Linked DNA regions of Mus musculus: region 1 is linked to region 2. The links are chromatin contacts, called in public promoter capture Hi-C maps. All regions are on one chromosome and are shown on one strand. Each heading gives the region's core, a stretch centred on a gene start, on an enhancer-like site or on the middle of the called end of the contact. The rest is flanking DNA. Distances are from core to core; before and after follow the strand shown. Region 1 holds the start of Olfr195 (olfactory receptor 195). Region 2 holds the start of Olfr181 (olfactory receptor 181).

What was found. Capture Hi-C pulls out chosen DNA fragments and counts their contacts.
Region 1: a promoter capture Hi-C map of liver shows a contact between it and region 2, with 2.2 times the contacts expected there. The contact joins the promoter of Olfr195 here to the promoter of Olfr181 in region 2. A contact is called at or near these places in 7 of 39 promoter capture datasets (cranial neural crest, embryonic stem cells, frontonasal cranial neural crest and 4 more), 2 of 484 Hi-C or Micro-C datasets (transition I germ cells and undifferentiated spermatogonia) and 3 of 9 other capture datasets (adipose tissue, liver and pancreatic islet).

What each region holds. Positions count from the first base shown.
Region 1 is chr16:59,147,257-59,150,535 of GRCm38.p6, forward strand. Olfr195 (olfactory receptor 195) reads left to right here and starts at 1,596. Exons shown (of 1, transcript NM_146998.1): 1 at 1,596-2,522. The coding sequence starts at 1,596. The coding sequence ends at 2,522.
Region 2 is chr16:58,926,223-58,929,989 of GRCm38.p6, forward strand. It overlaps Olfr181 (olfactory receptor 181), which reads right to left and starts at 2,422. Exons shown (of 2, transcript NM_146999.2): 1 at 2,057-2,422; 2 at 1-359. The coding sequence starts at 347. It also overlaps a transcript of Olfr183 not described here.

The sequences.
Region 1 (3,279 bases), core at 346-2,845, 220 kb after region 2:
TAGATTTTGACTCTTTTCTTGACTATTCCATCTTAAATTCATAGATATGTGGGACCAAGTTAAAGTTTAATGCTGTAGTCAGCCTTATTTTATGATTATAAAGTAGAATCCACAAATATATAGGTAAGATCACAAATGGATTAATTAAATAATTGAGGCATATATTAAGAGTACTTGTCAGTAATATCTTATATATGTCCTGAGATTATTTTTCAACAAGTGTATTTCTATTAACATCTCTCAATGTTTTGATTACCAAACAACAAAATCACTTTGGCCATAGAACTTATATTATTCAGTTTGTCACCCAATGTGTCCCAGTGAATCTCTAAGTATTGACAGTAGCATTCTAAGGCAAAATGAAACTTAGATTCAAAGTCTACAATTTAAGCTTTTTTTTTTTTAAAGATTTCAAACCATAAGTAAAGAAATGATCCTACCTTCATGGGGCTCTAATGTGCCATAGAACACTTGAGAGAGCATAATTTTCTAAAGAAATAAAATCAGAAAAGTCAGGGGAGTATATAAGAATCTCTCCTCCAAACACTTGATGACATATTTCACAGAAGTAGAATACACCTAAATTCAGAATGCATTCAATGTAGTAAAAGTGTTCAAATACATATAGAACAGATAAATTAATGTAGATCATACACAAGAAATTCTGACTTTTAGCTAACTCTGTGGCCCTAGTCTCTGATCCTTGGTATTTAGAAGATTAAGTCATGGGGACTGAAAATTGAAAGTTTATCTGAATTTCAGAAAACCTTCAAGGAAAGAGTAGTTAAAAATGACATTGTCTTAAAAATCAAAAATTAAAAAAAAATAATGGACTGGAAGATCAGCTCAGTGGTAGACAAGATAGGTATAACCATGATTACCAGCATATGTAAATTAACCTTACAAGCAAAAGAAGGAGTTAGATCTTTTAAAAAAAGTGATTAATTGAATAGAATCAGTATTTACAAAACTATGTATGAAAAGGGATGAAAGAAATTACAATCATTATTCTTTCAATTTTACTTTATATAGATATTTAGATATCTAAATTTAGATAATTAAATATCTATAATTTTCTTTAGAGATATGTATGCATTCATTGGTCCATAGTAGTCTTTGTGAAATTCATTAAAATAAATTTAATTTATAAACAAAATATGTTCAAGGAAATGTTTCTTTCCCACTGAATACATTAAAAAGTTTGTTAAATAAACATACAGTTATAGAAGTTTTTATTCTAAATTTATTTTGATGATCTTAACAAACCTGGCATGAAAATTATTTTAGAACAATAAAAGTCAAATATATGTACACTAATTTTCATGATATAGTTACATAAATGCATTAAAAATTTTTTCGACAAAAATAAGTTCCTTTTTACAATTATAAAAGTACACCTGTCAATTCTGAGTTAAAGTTAGAGATAATAGAGTCTAAAATTTTAAGAAATAAATACTTTCAACAAGCTTCATTCTAGAGAAAACAGCAGGTGCAGTGAGAAGAAAATTTCCTCTTATACAAAAATAGTAGGAAATTATCTTCTGACCATTACAATTCTATATCTTTGTGATTCCAGTGGCAACAGAGAAGGTGAGATGGCTGAGAACAACTATTCTGTGACAAATGAATTCATCCTGGTGGGGTTCTCAGATCACCCAGACTTGAAGACACCTCTGTTCCTGGTGTTCTCTGCCATCTATCTGGTCACCATGGTGGGGAATCTAGGGCTGGTGGCCTTGATCTATATGGAGCCTCGTCTCCACACACCCATGTACATCTTTCTGGGCAACCTGGCTCTGATGGACTCCTGCTGCTCTTGTGCCATCACTCCGAAGATGCTAGAGAACTTCTTTTCTGTGGACAGAAGGATTTCTCTCTATGAGTGCATGGTACAGTTCTATTTTCTCTGTCTTGCTGAAACTACAGACTGCTTTCTTCTGGCAGCAATGGCCTATGACCGCTATGTGGCCATATGCAACCCACTGCAGTACCACAGCATGATGTCCAAGAAGCTCTGCCTTCAAATGACCATGGGATCCTACATAGCAGGAAACCTGCATCCTATGATTGAAGTAGGGCTTTTGTTGAGGTTAACTTTCTGCAGGTCTCATGTAATCAAGCACTTTTTTTGTGATGTCCTTCCATTATACAGAATCTCCTGTACTGATCCAAATATCAATGAACTGATATTACTTGTCTTGGCAGGTTCAATTCAAGTCTTTACTATCTCCATAGTTCTAGTGTCTTACTCCTGTATCCTTTTCACTATATTCACAATGAAATCTAAAGAGGGTAGAGGCAAAGCCTTATCAACATGCGCTTCCCACTTTCTGTCTGTGTCAATATTCTATGGGTCTCTTCTCTTCATGTATGCTCAACCACATTCAGCCAATGAAGGAGACAAAGATATGCCAGTAGCTATTTTTTATACTCTTATAATTCCTTTGTTAAACCCTTTCATTTACAGTCTAAGAAATAAGGAAGTAATAAATGTAATGAAAAAAACTATGAAAAGGAGATAATCCTGCAACATTACAAAACAAGGATTATCTGATTTGGACAACTGATTTAAAGTTCAAAAAACCTTTTTCTAAACCCATAAATAATTAGAAAGTGGTGAAATGAAACTAAAATCTTGGCTAAATGTATAAATCATAAGAACACTTGAATAAAATTAGGTCATAATGAAGAAATTCTGTTAAAACATGCTTGAAATTCTTAGGAATAAATTAAAGAACTGTTGAAGTAATGGAATGTATCTAGTCACCGTTTATGAAAGATCTAATTAACTTTTGGAATAAAGTTAGTACCTCAAATGGTAATTTCCACTTATTATCACTAGCAAGTTTATCAATTTCAGATATTACAATTTCAAGAAAATTACAAGCTTTTTATTTATAATCTTATCATAGCATTGCCATCAAAGGAAGATAAACTTCATGGTTCAATTTGATTTTCAACTTGACATTTGATTTTAAGAGATTATATTTTAACATATACTCATACAAAATATTTACTTTCTAACAAGAATGTTTTCCCTTTTATTATTAGTCATTGTATGCTTACATTTTCTATAGTATATGTATAAGGCTTATCAATCTATACTTCAAAATGATGTTATTACAATGAAATATCTATATTTTAATTATTTTCCTTTATTTGATTATTTGTCCATTATATATAGCACTGCAACACCTAAGTGTATCCATTAAATCACTTTTTCTTCTCAGTGTTATTATCATTGATTATTGATTGTTAGGAATAACACCCTCACCAGTT
Region 2 (3,767 bases), core at 1,172-3,671:
GCCAGAAGAAAGCAGTCTGCAGTTTCAGCAAGACACAAAAAATAGAACTGTACCATGCACTCATAGAGAGAAATCCTCCTGTCCACAGAAAAGAAGTTCTCTAGCATCTTGGGAGTGATGGCACAGGAGCAGCAGGAGTCCATCAGAGCCAGATTTCCCAGAAAGATGTACATGGGTGTGTGGAGACGAGGCTCCATATAGATCAAGGCCACCAGCCCAAGATTCCCCACTATGGTGACCAGATAGATGGCAGAGAACAGCAGGAACAGAAGTGTCTTCAGATCTGTGTGATCTGAGAATCCTATGAGGATGAACTCTACTGTCAAAGAGTGATTTGCCTTCATCATGCTTGATCTGTGCTGAGACAAAATTATAAAGGAATTTAATTACAGTCACAAGAAGAATATATCTCACTACCCAGCTCAAATTACAGGATCAGTGTACAGAAGAACAACTTCATATTGCCCTGTCTCCAGAAGAGCAGCAAGCCCAGGATAGGTCATGGGTCATGAAAAGTTACTCGTAGGTTGTGCATAAGGGACTGCCCTGAAATGTTTGAGAAACTTCTGGAGTGGAAGGCCTTAACTGCACGAGGTCACCTGTACTTGAGAACAAAGCCATGGTCTGTAATTTTACATTTTTCAACTTGAGAGATTCTCATAACATTCTCCAGACAACATAATTTTAAGTATTGTATTATGGGATCAAAGTAATGTTGAAAATGAGCTATTTCTTTTATCTAGTGGGAATTTTTTTTTAAAAATCTACACAGAATCAGGATGAATTCGTAAAAAACAAGTTTCTTCAGTTTATATTTTTTCCAGATAAAGTGAATGTAGGATATTTTCAGGAAAATTTATTCTTTAAACATGATAAGAATATGTAGCCTCATTATATCTTCTTAGTTAAAAAGCACTTTTATACTCATCTTAACATAGTCAAATTCCCACTCTTTTGTTATCTGACCAGCTTCCAATGAAGTGACTGCTCAGTCATTATCTGGGGACCAGTTGGTCTAGTTTTAAACTTCTTGTAGGTATAATTAGCATGAAACTCCATGACAAAGTGTCTATTCCCAGTATGATTATTGCTCATTTTAAATATGTAATTTTTTTATATCTCTAAGTTGTTCAGAAGAAATCAATAGCTCCATTTTTTTTTGTTCTTTTTGCAGGATTTCTAGTTAGTCATTTAAATCTATAAAATGAGGTATTTCTAATCTGCTATGTTTTAGAATTTAATGATCACTCCAATTAGTGTATACTGTTATAGTGTGGACAACATAACACTGTAATGTTTCAATTGCAGAAACGTGTGAGCATTAAAGAATAATGTAATTATCTTAAGACACTAGAAGTACAACATTTTCGAGATGAGCATACAGTAGTCATTCTCCATACATTTTCATTTTTAAATTACTTCATTTTAATTAACTCATAGATACAACCATTGCACAGCTGGTTTAAGAACATTCAAGCCATTAATAAACCCAGACTCTGTGCATGCCATTGGCTTTCTATAGACTAGAATAACCAAACTGAAGCAATGGTGCTTAGGTTAGAATTTTACCCTTTCCAAAATGCATTTTTGTTAAAAATCACATTTTAATTAGTATTTAACTGACTTTTTATAAACTAAACTTAACATTATTTTTGCTACTCATTCACACATGATAAAGTTTTCTGTAGTTTTATACTAACATTTACTATATATTAAAATTTACTATAATTTTATACTCAAATGAAAAACTAGCAATTTTTATTTGAGATCTATAACATTTTATAATATCCCTTTGATTTAAACTATTATGAAAAGATATTTGAAGAACTATAAAATTACTATATTTTGTTTTTTTTTACCACAACATAATGAGAAATCAACTGGAAATATTTAGGTTTTATTATCAAAAGGTACCTATTATTTAGAGAATTTACTAGAACAAAACAAATAAAAACTCATTTTTTTCTTCTCCAGTATGAAATACAACTATTCTCCTAAATCAGACATCTATTCTACTATACATACCCAAATTATGACAGGGCCATTAATGTCTTACCTGGATATTTGCTAATAAACTGTAGTAATACAGTCTGATTACATCCTACAGATCCATTTTCTGAAATAACCCTGTTATTATGTTCCTTGTCACTCTATTCATCAGAAGAGAATTGGAGTGAATCTTTAGTACTGATAAAAAGTTTTTAAAAACTGATAAACTTTTGAACTCAGATTGACTGAATGATCCATTTACTATCTCTTTATATCTTGTCAGGATATGTTCAGTTGAGAGGCACATGAAAAGTAAGTAGATAAACTGTAGAAGCAATAAAAAACACTGAAGAGTTTTTCAGATCAGGATTGCTTCATGTTTCTAAGTAAATTAAAATCCACCCTCATATTTTGAGTTCACAGACACACATTTTATATGGCTGGCCTTCTACATGATCTTTCTCAGTTTTAAGCAATTAAGAATAAATAACAGGTCTTTAAAACACTGGGGAATAGATTTTGAAACTCTAGGACAATCTTTTTTTCACATGGGTCAGTGATGTTAGTTACAATAGCTTCAGGGCAGAATAAAGTTCTGTTGATTCTAAAGGGAGTTCATTGGCATTGACATTGGGTATTTCTGCAGGGAATCACTAGTGAATCAAACAATTAGAGATGGTCTGAAGATAAATGAGATTCTGAAAGTAATTCAAACACCTCTGACTACAGTTACCTTGTAGATGACCTTGGTTTGTCCCACACTCGAATATACCAGTAGAGAATTGGCAATGGATAAAAATATATCTATATGAATCTCATGAAGTTGCAAGCAGATTTAAAAAGGTCTGGTTTTGTTGGTCAGAGAGGGCAATCTGGTTCAATAAACTAAAATCAGATTCGTTCCATTTACCACCTACAGTGGCTGTATCCTATGGCTCCATTTTCTGAAACAACTTTGACATTAAGGGTCAGAAGATAACCAGAGGGAATTTGTAGTTAGTGAATGAAAATAGCATGTTTCTTTTCTGTCTCTTCCTGAGTTCTCCAACTAGAGGGTAAAATCATTTACATAATTCTTCATAATATAGAAAAATTATATTATATATTGAAAATGGAGTTATATCTTCTCTCAGGTGAAGGAAGGTAAGCACAGAATGGCAAGGGCTACGTGGCTTACTTGTGGAATCTAAAGACGGTGATGTCACAGAGGTGAGAGTAGAACGTGGTTACCAGAGGCTGGTAGCACAGGAGTATGGTATAGGTGGGGAAAGTTAGATCAATGGGCAATGAGTTAGATACGTGGGATCAGGGAGCTCTACTGTGCTATTGGTAAGTAGAGTCTATATAGATTACAATAATGTCCTTTAAGATTCAGAATGTGGGACAGAATTTGAATTTTTGGCAAATAGAAATGACAAATATCTTTAGGAAATCTCTTTAACTTAATTTAATCATTAAACATGTACTAGCAACTTCTTTGTACATGAATTGAAGCTTAAGCTGGTCCCACACTAATCATTTGTTTTATATGTTAATTAAATAAATAAATATTTGCCATATTGCCATATAGCTTTTCTACATCGTTTCTGGTAATTCTCTGCATGGTGAACAGTTGTGTGTTTCTAGTATTACTCATCCTCTATTGTAAAAAGAAGCTTCTCTGATGAGGGTTAGAGATGAAATAATTCATAGGCATAGGTTTAGCTGATAGATATAGGCTTGATGCGATGCCCATTTAATAGAGTGATAGCACTGAGCTCTTCACCATGATCTATAAC